2 separate regions of the Mus musculus genome follow, and region 1 is linked to region 2. The links are chromatin contacts, called in public promoter capture Hi-C maps. All regions are on one chromosome and are shown on one strand. The core of a region is the stretch at or near the end of the contact, and the rest is flanking DNA. Distances in the headings are between cores, read along the strand shown. Region 1 holds the start of Mettl21c (methyltransferase like 21C). Region 2 overlaps Uxs1 (UDP-glucuronate decarboxylase 1).

Region 1 (5,779 bases), core at 1,236-3,735, 260 kb after region 2:
AAAATTATTTCGGATTACATTTGGAAGAAATGTCAATGAAGAAAGCCTGTCCAAAATTGGATGCCACTGGGGACACTTGTGAAGAAACCCAGCTTGGATCAGACTCTGAGACTGTGTTGGAACACAGCTCTAGCTAGGAGACTGATCTGGCTCCCCACTTTAAGTACTTGGAGTCTCCTTAGTCCCCTCACTCACATACAAGAAGACTGATTTACAAGAGAATTGGCCAGAGACCACTGATAGGCACAAAAGCCATAGGCCTATTGGACCTGGGAGATCCAGGGCACTTGGTGTTTGCTGAGTATAAAAGCAGATGCTGCCGTTTGAAGGTTGGTGAGATAAATAGAAACATTACCAGCACTAGGAATGTGTGGATCCTCACTATGTTCAAAATCACAATAACCCCTATCACTATCCCACCTACCTAGGAGGTGAGGCAGATGATTCACAAGTTCAAGGGCAGCCCTGGCAATATAAGAGGTCCTGTCTCAAAATTAAAACAGAATGGTAGCTGAGTAGTAGACCATTAGCTTGCACCAAGCTAATGTTCAGTCAACAGTTAAGAGGTGGGTCAGGGAAGAGAATCCCAGATAAAGATGAAGTTGATCAGTGACAGAGGCAGGGGTCTAAGTGGATATACAGCTGCAACCCACTTTGCTGCCTATTTCAACATGGCTTTTCTTTTTTTTTTATGGATATTTTATTTCCTTTATTTGAGAAACTTAAGTCTTGGGTACATCAAAACCAATTTCTGGGATGAGGGAAAAAAACCAGAACCCACAATAGGAAAAAAAAAAGTTATCATCTGGGTCACAACAGAACCCAGAGAATATATTCTTATAATTGAAAAATTATAGGTGCTTCATAATTGACCTTCTGATACAAAATGACCTATTGAATTTGCAACTTGGTTCTTGGTGTGGCGGTCCACAGACAAACTAGGACGTCTTCAGACCTTAGCTGGATGCCATGAGGGGTTTTTGGCTTTTGACTTTTCTTCTTGTCTAAGAGGTAGTAGCAGCAGCAACAGTGCCCACCTCTGGGCAGCTTCTTTCTTGGCATGGTGAGCCTGCAGGACTGCCACAGCTTCATCTACTTTGGAGCGGAGGGACTCGGGGGACTCCAGCACAACATGGTTTTTCTTAAATGACTCCCAGTGTTTAGTGTCTATTAAGTCCACACTGTACACTGGCATTTTTATCTTTCTAACAAGTTTTTGTAGATTTTTTTGTCATCTGCATTTACTATCTTGAGTTTATTGCCATGTGCAAAAGTTGCCCCATTCTACTGTTTCAGCTACTGAGGACACCCCAGCCAAAAGCACTCCTACAGAACTTGCTTAATTCCAATCACTCAGTCCTATGAATGAGCAGTATATGCAGACGCACTCCAGCCAGGAAGCATCTTTTAACATGTGCAGAGGATGTGTGCCCCTGGAGTCCCTGTCCATGTCAAATGAGATTGTGATGGATGTGATGTGGCTGCATGTTTCTGGCATCTCTGGTGAAGGAAGTGTCTAAAAAACTAGACTGCCATGGATAGGTGTGATATGGTATTTTAATCAGCTCACGCACTCAAGCCATCAAGTAATTACCTTAATTCTCCAGTTTACCAAGCTACCCAACAGTGTTCCACCCATGTGCCTCACAGAAGCATCTTTCCCCTTGCAGACACTTTCTTAGCTTTTAATTTTTCAGCTTCTCAATGACCTCAGGAAGTTAATGGTTCTACCTTTTAAAAGTAGAAAACATTACTGTGAGGTTCAGAAACTATCCTTGATGTGATGAGAAGCTGTGTTAGAATGTTGGCTCTATTATGCAGAACCTGCTTTGAAAATGAGTTAATTGCGACACCACGTGAAGTTGGAGGATTGAGAGCTATAATCCAGCAAAGCCTCTCTCACACATGCAGTCCTCCACTGCTGTTGCCACCTCCAGCACAATAGAGTGGACATTCAATATGACTACTTCCAGGGCGATGGAGTGGACACACTCACTGTATAACCACCTCCAGGATATGAAATAAGAATGCAATATAACCCTGTAATAAAGTGCCTGTCTGTCACCATGGGATACCACAAATATAATCTAAGACGATGTTTTATTTCACATGCAAAGGAGGGAGAACATGTTTCAGATAAGGGATAGGTGACAGTTCCTGAGAAGTCAAATGACCCCTCCCACCACTGTTGTTGGTGTCAACAAGGTAGCTTGTGTATTGAAAAATCAATCTAGTACAATTACTGTTACCTTTTTAGAGTCTTACATTAGTTTTACATACGTTAGTATTTACTATTAAAGAATTTGATCTTTCTTAAAGCAACTCCTGGTTATTGCCTTCAAACCCCTCAGAACCTTTTCAAATTATCAGTTTAAACATGCCTTTACCTTATGAAGCAGAGATCGCAGCTTGTGTGGCCTCAAGTCCCCAGTGTTTTTTATATAGGTCCACACTTGAAATGATGAGCTCTTTATGATCAAAAGCCAGCTAGTTGGAGTTCAAGTTATTTATGGTAGCATTACCCAGACCTCTCACAGACACATTACTAGACTGACACCTCTCTCTCCCTCCCTTTTCCCTCCCTCCTTCCTTTCCTCTTTCCTTCCTCTCCTTCCTCTCTCCCCACCATTTCTCTCCTGCCCCAACCTGAAATGGAATGTCCCCCAAAGATCCATAATGTCTAGATAGAAACAAGTTCTCTGTGGATGGGGGCAGGGTAAAATGGAAATTTTTGTTTCAGTTCTAGAAAGAAATGGGAGGTCAATAAATGGGATCAAAGTGTAGCACATGAGTATGAAAATCCCATAATGAAACCCAGGACTTTGTAGCTAACCTAAAAGAAATGTAATTAAAAATAAACAGGAGTATAGCTTGAGTGGTTAGGGTTTCACACAGACCTGCAAACACTCCTGTGGTTCAAGAGGCATGCCTGCCCAGGGCACTGCCCAAGATGCTGAGCCTAGCAGCCAAGAACAACAGGAGCCACTACCCAGAATAAAGCAAAGTGGTTTCCAGGAAGAGAGAACTGCTTATAGGAAGGGACGAAAGTTAAAGCTTTAAACCTCTCTGCAGGGTGTTTGAAGTTGGGTCAGAGGGAAGAGAACTTAAGAAAGACTTCATCTGGAAAAAGCTATGGCGAGAAGCTCATGAAAAAGCTCAGGGAGGAAGCTCCAGAACTCTTAAAATAGAATCCAGGTCATGAAAATTAAAGCTGCAGGCAGATGGGACTTAATGAAGTATCCAGAGTAAAAGTGATTAACTTGCATACACATAAAAACCGACGTTCACTTCTCTATACAACCTTAGTACACATTCTGCTATCATCATCATTATTGCACTCTGTCACATTCTCTGAACTTGGGGTCCTTGCCTAACTCCTAGGGTTCCATGCATGCTGGATCTTCTTTCTTGTAACTTGAGGGGACAAGATGCCCTAATATTTTCCCAACCCTATCAGTTGGACATTCTCTTCCTCCCAATAATACCTGTTTTCTGGCTACACTGTTGTTTCTAATACTTATTTCTACCAGTTTCCTTCATCTCCACGAAAACAGTATCAACATGGTCACAATTTGGTTTAAGAGATATGGGAAATTTTGGAAAATGGATTGCTTGGTGTCACACAACTGTAATCTGGTTGAAAGAAAGAGGATCAAAAGTTAGAGGCTAGCCTGAGCAATTTAGGGCACTTTATTTCAAAATAAAAATAAATAAATAAAATAAAATAAAATAAAGGGTTTGAAGTGTTGCTCAGTGGTAGAGGACTTGCCTAGCCTGTAAACTTTAAAACTGACTGCAGTGCATATGTTGTAAATAATTAAACATATTCATTCTAAAAGTTTCAACATGAAGAAAAGGGAATAAAAGGGAAATTAAATATACTTAATCCTAATATAAGAAAAGATCAACATAACTAGTACTTTTTGTATTGTCATTTCTATATACTTTTTATATAAAATTTTAAACTACATTAAAAAGTAGGTTTTTTTAAACTGTAGAAAAATGGCTGGATGGGAGTGTGTCTTTTATTTTAGGATTTGTTTGTAATAATCTCTTTGATAGCCTCTAGAACTGCTTTTAATTTATTTGTTCACTTTATCTCCTGATCACAAGACCCCTCCTTGCTCTCCTCCCAGTCCCCCTATTATCCTCTTTCCTTCTCCTCAAAGAAGGGGATGCCCTGCTTAGATACCATTGAGGACTAAACTCATCCCCTCCTACTGAGGCATAACCATGCAGTCCAACTAGAGGACAGGAATTCAGAGGCAGGCAACAGTCAGAGATAACACCCCCACACACACACACACACACACTCCAGTTGTTAAGGGACTCACATGAAGACCAATGTGCACATCTAACACAAATCTGTAAAGCCTAGATCCAGCCTATGCATGCTGTCTGGTTGGTAGTTCAGTTTCCATGAGCCCCATGGGCCCAAGTTAGTTGACTCTCTAGGTCTTGTGGTGCCCTTGACATCTCCAGTTCATTCAATCTTATTCCACACTCTTCTCTACAACTTCCTAAGCACCACCTGATGTTTTGCTGTAGGTCTCTGCCTCTACAGGTATGCTAGGTGCCTGTCTGCAAGCATAACAGTATCATTAATAGTGTCAGGTTTGGTTTTTCCCATGGGATGGGTCTCTTGTTGGGCTAGTCATTGGTTGGCTATTCCTTCCATCTGTGCTCCATCTTTACCCCTGCACATCGTATAGGCATGAGATATTTTGAGTTGAAGGTTTTGTGGGTGGTTTGGTGTCCCCCTCCCTCCACTGGAAGTTTTGCCAGGATAAAGGAGATGGCCACTTGAGTCTCCAAATCCCCAGCTCCGAAGCCTCCCCAGTTTCAGGTCTCCAGCTAGTACTGGAGATGCCCCCCACTGAAATATGTTCTCTCTCCCACCCCTCCTCTCAGCACCTGATCCCTATCCCTGTTCCCCTCCTCATCCACTCTCCCACCCAGTTTCCTCCCTCCATCCACCAATGAAGATGAAGGCACAACATGCACTATGGGAACTTTGAGAAGTAAATCATAACTGTTTCCTGGATCTCAAATGAGTTAGATCAGAGTTTCTTAAACACGAGACCATTGAGACCATTGGAAACTATGTCAGAAATCTGTAGAAGCTTTAAAATCCCTGGTAAGTCTTGCTTAGAGGCTTGGAAAGGAGCCTGGAGGCTTGAATTTTCCAACCAAGAATTATCCACTGACCTCCAGGCAGGTGCAGTTGCTATTTTTGCTCTTGAACCTTGGAGTGCCAGGGGTTCACAGCAATCTAAGGGAGATGACAGGGACACACTGTTTTGAGTGCCAACCCATGGAGGATTAGGACTTTGTAGGGCACACTGATGAAGTAAGATCCCTGAGTTGGCTTCGGGCTCAATAGGAAAGAACTTTCAAACAAGCACTCCTCAGAACAGCTGTTCATGGGAAGCCCTACAAAATGGAAAGTGGGCCAGATCTAGAGTGAGAAGATACTGAAGGCTGACAGACCTAGACAGGGCCAATAGGCATTGTCACTTAATCTCTCCCTCAGCACAAACCTGATTTTTATTTGCTTTTCTGGCCTAACCTACCTCTGTCACCTCTGGTGCTCATAGGAATCCATCCTCCCCTCCAACAGAGGACAATGAACAATTTGTAGAGGTATGCTTACTTGTCACATCAGTGGACAGGGGTGGTATTAGCATTGAGTGGCTGGAATCCAGAGTGTGGCTCAAACTCCCACAACAAACAGGGAAGCACTGAGAATGATTATCCGGCCCTAAATGTCAACGGGGCT
Region 2 (6,425 bases), core at 1,096-3,595:
TACAATACACAGTTACTGCTGCCTTCTACTCAGAACCAAGGACAATGACAGGAGCCTTACCTTACGTACTGGAATGCCCGTGTCTGAGACCCAGAGCCATAGACCTAGAAGGAAACCAAGAGTTAGACTTGAGAAAAAACACCCTGGCACTATTAGTAGGGCTCCTTGGAATCCCGTGGGTCTGACTTCAGAACCCGTCCTTGAAGAAGCACTGACATGGGCTTACAACAATTTAAGGTTTACAAACCCTCTAACTTTCATACCTCGTCAAAGGAGCTTCTCATTGCATCAGACAGAATCTATCCCAGAAAACCACAAGTGGCCAAAATACAGAGAACTGATCATGGAGTGCTCACCCTCACCATACATCTACAGCACAATTTCTCTACCCAAGGCTCAGGGAACATTATGGACAAGAGGATGGCAGACTTCTGAGAGCCAGAGGAAATCTGCTGTGAGATGAGACTGTGTCTCAAAGAAATGACAAGAAGATACACCCATAGTACTGCAACAGTGTGGCTGCTGAACAAGATCCAGTGACAACATGTTAATAAGGCTTGAAACCTAGAAAAAGAACGACAGGTAACTAACAACTACTCAGAGAGGGACAATTAGTCTTCCCAGGGATGGGCCCCTTAATTAGTTACACAATACCAAGTGATCAGTCAGCTCTGAAATCATATACACATAAGCAACACGGAATGGACTCAGAAAGTGTATTTATGTATTTAAATGTTTGTATGTTTAACAACAATAATAATAATTAATAATAATAACAACAATAAACATAATCAAAGGAAAAGAGGCTATAAATTTAAAAGGGAGTAAAGGGGAATGGGAAATACTGGAGGAAGATGATACAGGAAGGATTGAGGGAAGGGAAAGGAAGGAAATGATATAATTGTATTTTAATTAAATTATTAAGGAAAATGAGAACATTTTGAGCACATCTTATATTCTGTACTTCAGCACTGATACTTACTATGAGTGTGTACACATATATCAAGTTTTTCTTCAAAAGACTGTGTCCAAGAACCGGCTTCTATCCATGTCTTACTGTTTGTCAGGCATGTAAAACCCTGGGAACTGCAATCCTGGACTCTATTTGTGCAACAGACAGACCTTACACACAAATAATGTGACGAATATTCAGTGGAAGCTCTCCAACATGGATGACTATTATAAGTGGTAGAATTCTGCCTAGATAGGCTGGTAAACTGTGGGCCAGACTTGTTCATATTTGTACAGCTGGCTCTGAGGGACTTCCAACATATAGCTAAGATCAAGCTAAGATCCTCTAGATGACTGATAGGATGACAGATTTAGAACAGCCTTGGTCCCTCTAAACCAAGAACTCAGTCAGAGGACCTGAACACTCATAAAAATTCCACCATGGCAGGAATCAGCAGTTAAATCAATTTATAATGGGAAGCAGGTGGTCCTGGTGAGTAGGATAAACTATTTCTTGTGAGACCACCAACCCTTCCTATCTGACTAGGTCTGTCTGCATAACGGTTCAGTCTAGGGCTATACAGTTGTATTTCTACTGCCCTAAAAATACCAATTCCTGAGTACCAGCCACAGCTGGATTTAGTTGATGTGGGGGTGGGGGGGACAAAGCTTACTACTTTCAAGCTCCTGGAATGATTCTGAGGTGTAGCCAAGGCTCAGATCTATGTAGTACACACTCAGAGAGACTCCCAAGTCCCCAGGATTACTATCACAGATATTTCACTTCTGATCTGCAAGATCTTGGTTCAAGACTGAGAATTCACCCAGACTGTCATGCTGTCGAGACGCAATTTAAAATCCTGCTTGCTCTGTTCAACACTGACCATGCATGCCTAGCTCAGAGATGTATGTTTTTAGGTTCTACCTGAGGATGGAAGGCTCACGAGAAAAGGCAAAACAGTACTACATATCGAGATGTCTGCTGACAGGATCCAGAAACTGCCGGAGCAAATCTCAGCAAAGGAGCAATGAGGACAGAGCCTTGAAAGGCACTTACTGCCTTGATGATGAGAGTGAATGTGCCCTCTTGGCTCACAGACCTGCCTGCCTGCCTACGGGGCAGAAGCTACTCCTTGTCCACAGGCCAGGCAGAGTAGGTGCTCAGCTATACTCTTGAGTCTGCACAGCATTACACTCTGGTGTCTACATGGTCCCTCTAGCTGCACTTTACAAGATGAGAGAGATTTAAGGAGATTCTGGAGACTCAAAATTGCTCTCAGGGGATTAAGTGCTGCATATGTTCAGGTCACAGCAATATGGTGACCTAGGAGTCACCAAGATGTCCAGGGAGGAGGGGGCAGCAGGAAATCCAATGGGAGCTGTCTGAATGCACGGCACTGCCCTCTACAGTGTGCATTAAGTACTTAAGCTATAACAGCCTCTGCTAAACCAAGTCAGTCTCTTGTCCTAGTTGGATATTTCTCACAGAAGTCAACAAAAAGCCCTGTTTAGTGAATCCGACCCTCATACCTGCCTCTGTTTCTCATCTCTTTCCAAGCCTTCAAAGCTGTGGGGCCATTTGGCCTCCTTCAGCAAGAATCCTGTTAGGTCAGTCCCATCAGGGCCCTCTTTCCCAAATGTTTCTTCCTCTTTGTTTTTTCTATCCTCTGCCTCCCACTCTGCTCCTTAGCTTTGAGTTTCCACTTGCCCTCTATGCTCAAAGTTGTGCTCGGTCTCCAGCACACTTCTCCCCACACCACCCTGCTGACTTCTAGACAGAACCACCTGACAAGGGAAAGATGATATTTTAACCCAAGAGAAAAAGCACAAGCAATTCATCAGGTCCTTGATGGGCAATACGATTCTTTGGAACAAACAAATGTATAAAACCCTAAAACACTCTAAATGCCTCCATGGGCCTTCTGCCTGGGTGGCTAGGAAAGAGGGATGTCTGACAGGCTATGGATTAAAGGCTTTTGGATGGCGCCAGTGATCTCTCCTTACATCTCTGGGAGAGTCATGCCGGGCCTGAAGACAACACATGAGACATGACCTGTGCCAACAATTTGTGCATTCTTAAGGCTGCCAGCGGACTTGCTTTCCTTCTTAATATGGAGTCCTTGAAACAGCCAAGGCGGCAATAAATTGAAAAGCTTTTTCTTCAAAAGCTGTTAACAGTTTTCTCTGCAAACAAGGTAGCTTTGACCCTGGGTAAGTCACTGTACATGGTGGCTGAGAAGCCATCAGGAATCTCTCCCTCCCCAGTAGAGATCATCTGAACCCCAAATATAGTTAGCCCTCAGTTTCCTTGGGGATTGGTTCCAAAGCACTCCACAGATACCAAACTCTAGGATGGCAACGTCCCTTTTGTAAAATGGTTTAGAATTTGCATATAAATCATGAACATTCTCCATATAGGAAACCAACATCTGTCCATGTTATCACAGGAACCATATTTCCAACACTTTAACTTTGAGCTGGCTAAAAGTATCTAGGAAATCTGTGGGTAGAAGCCAGATGAAGCAAGAGAGGATATGAAAGACAGGTTTACCCAGCAGTTACAACTAAGACCCCTGGCCTCTGTGGCTAACCCGTAAGTCACTTTTCACTTACTGCAACAAAAAAGCAGCCACCACATTACCTGACCATTAATTCAACCAATATTTAGCTTATATTGCCTATGTGCTGGGGCCAGATTAACAGCTATGAATCAAAGGAACAAAGGTCCTTGTTTCCAGAGTTAATGTTGTGCTGGGGTCCTGGAAATTTAGCATTGCACTGGTTCCAAGTGAAATGAAAAGAAAACTATTTGTGGAGTGCAATGGTGCCTTCATAGAGAGTGGTCCAGTTAGTACTGTCTACAGAGAATGGGGAAAATGCCCAGGAAACACTCCCAGAACATGCAAGACAGGAGCTGAAGGAGTCAGGAGTGGGTTGGATAGGGACCTAGGGAAAGGTCTGTGGCATATGCTGTCCCTGAGATGAGGATCTTTGGGTTTCTCCTCTTCAGAAGGTTGGCTCTAGGATAAGCTGAAAGAACATAGCTAAAGAACAAGAATGGGACTACAAAGATAGGACACTATGGTGGCAGGGTGGATCCAGAGCCAGGCCACCAGGAAGAGCTGGTGGAGTCCATAAATGATATGGAAAGACAAGCCAGGTATGACCATAGAGCCTCCATCAAGGGGCAGCAAGGTAGCACTTAGGAGAGGAAAGCAAGCTTGGGATCCACGGGGAATGTGCAAGCAGGCCAGCTGGCACAGGCAGTCCCTGTCCAAGGTGAATGAGACAGGACCCAAGGTTCACTGTAAGGCTATTCCCGCACTGTGTTCCACCCACATGCTTCTCTTCCTTTCATGAAGGTAGCAGAGATACACATGGAAATATGTCACCTGGGAAACATCAAGGCCCTGAAGCAAGTCACCTTTTGTTTACTGGTGTGAAGAAAGGTTACAGGCTGCCTCTGGGCAGTACTCACTGTGAGTGGCTCCCCTTGTAGTGCTTGTAAGATGAAGTTGCTGACCACCCGCCCATCATTCATGTGCATTCTCGGCCCAAAGGTGTTGAAGATCCTTGCCACCCGTACTTCCACACCTTCCTAGAACAGAGAGAAAGCATATGAGGTGCGCTTCTCTGCAGTGTGCAGCGCTCTTCTGCATTTCCAGGCTCCTGCAAGGATGGAGACCAGGATTCTTTCCTCTTTCCAAAGACAAGACTTCTGTTCTGATTCTGTGATGTGCTCATCATAAAGCAACTTGGTGATGCAGAGCTACATCACAGCCAAAGCTGCCTCAGATTCCACTCTGGAAAGGCCAGGAGTATGGGCACTCTGGTGGGGGAAGCTGTAAGACAGTTGTGTGAGGGTAAACTGCTTATATAAATTGTTTCAGGTGCCTATTTTCCCATGTGTGGCCATGCTCTAAGAGTTATTAGAGAATCTTCTATCTGAGAAATCGGTGACAGAAAACAGATATGTGCTTGTTATGCACTTCAAGTTAACAGCCATGATGCATGCCAAAGGTCTGGTTAAGGTGAAAATGGCATTAAACAGCACAGACTTGTCTGTGGTTCCAGGAATCCACCATAGATCTCAGAACCCATCCCCTGGGGATGGCAGGGGATAATGCATTAAAGAGGAGAACAGAGGGAAGAGCAGAGATGCAGCTCTCAGTAGAAGATAACTCAAAAGCTTCCATTTGCATTTAATTGATGAGACAAAGACCCAGAAGAGGATGAACATGGCTTTATTCTCTGAAGAGACTGGAAACCTTCAGAAATTCTACAATACTCAAACAGGCATGCCCAGCAGAGGAAAGCTCAAATCAGATGCTTGTACCCTCTTGTTCTCCCCCTTCTCAGGAACAACATTCCAAAGCATGGCCTTATTATCAACTGACGTCTGTAAACATTTACTGCCTAACGTATAAACAGGCAAGCTTGCTGATTTCTCTATTTGTACCCGAAACCATTAAGCAAGCTAACTGGAATGAACTAAAAACTAAGAGGCCACATGAACTCCTGAAGTAGCTGTAGCTACTGCTCCTACCTCTGCCCACAGCACTCTCATGGCTTCCCAATGGACACTCTCGAGCCCAGATATCACACCAAGATTAGCTACATGGAAAGACATAAACCTGAATCTTTCAGCTGAGATATGTTCTCTTCTTAAACACTGGCATCTTCTGGAATTAGTATGCCCAGCTCTTTCTTCAGTGTCAGCAACCCTTTGCCCTGACACAAAGGCAACGCTGGTTTATCGTGTACAGCTCATGGCATGCATCCTCAACCCTCACAGTGGGATAGAAAAGGTGTAGACGAGAGGCACCAACAAGCTACTTATGGTGGCAGCTGGGCGAGTTTCCATACCAAGCTTGGAAAAAAGGGACAGGATGAAAATTAGGAAAGTGCCCACTAGGGCAGTATCGTATTGAAAGCAGAGCCAATCTCTGAAGGACCTAAGCGCATCCATATGTTGTAGAACATGTGACATCAATCTGCATGGCCAAGCCCTGCAGAGTTTCCATCATGCTGTGGTGCAGGGACTCAGCATGCAAAAGGCCAACCTTCACAGAACTAGTGACTCATTCTTAGCCACAGCTTCATGTCACTGTGTGCTCTGTCCTTCACAGGAACCTTGAGTCACTCACCCAAGACTCTGAGCACTGAGAACAAGAACATCTCAGCATCTCTGAGTCAGGTCAGCATAAAACCAATGAAAAGTTCAGAGGAGAAAGATTGGTATGAACCCCCATGCAGAGAGTACAAGCTCATGGGCATAGTGGGAACACTCCAGGTTCACCCAGCAGTCTCCAGTTATACTTAATTTTCTCTTCTCTTCTTTTTTTTAAAAAAGATTTATTTATTTTATGTATGTGAGTACACTGTAGCTGTACAGATGGTTGTGAACCTTCAAGTAGTTGTTGGGAATTGAATTTTTACAATAATACACTGTAGCTGACTTCAGATGCACCAGA

The links. Promoter capture Hi-C pulls out the DNA fragments that hold promoters and counts their contacts.
Region 1: a contact with region 2 is called in a promoter capture Hi-C map of neural stem cells. The contact joins the promoter of Mettl21c here to the enhancer-like site in region 2. A contact is called at or near these places in 3 of 39 promoter capture datasets (the C10 cell line, the HPC-7 cell line and neural stem cells), 1 of 15 datasets of contacts at CTCF or cohesin (large pre-B cells), 1 of 484 Hi-C or Micro-C datasets (embryonic stem cells) and 3 of 9 other capture datasets (adipose tissue, liver and pancreatic islet).

The regions. Positions count from the first base shown.
Region 1 is chr1:44,017,521-44,023,299 of GRCm38.p6, forward strand. Mettl21c (methyltransferase like 21C) reads right to left here and starts at 2,486. Exons shown (of 5, transcript NM_001013799.1): 1 at 2,388-2,486.
Region 2 is chr1:43,760,461-43,766,885 of GRCm38.p6, forward strand. It overlaps Uxs1 (UDP-glucuronate decarboxylase 1), which reads right to left. Exons shown (of 15, transcript NM_026430.4): 10 at 4,430-4,549; 11 at 61-104. Among named protein-coding and RNA genes, the nearest start is that of Ecrg4, 33 kb to the left of the region's middle. Within about 2 kb of position 2,346, at least 11 of the 459 cell types and tissues checked have an H3K27ac peak or open chromatin away from gene starts, as enhancers often do. A contact at or near this core is called in neural stem cells, where this site is marked.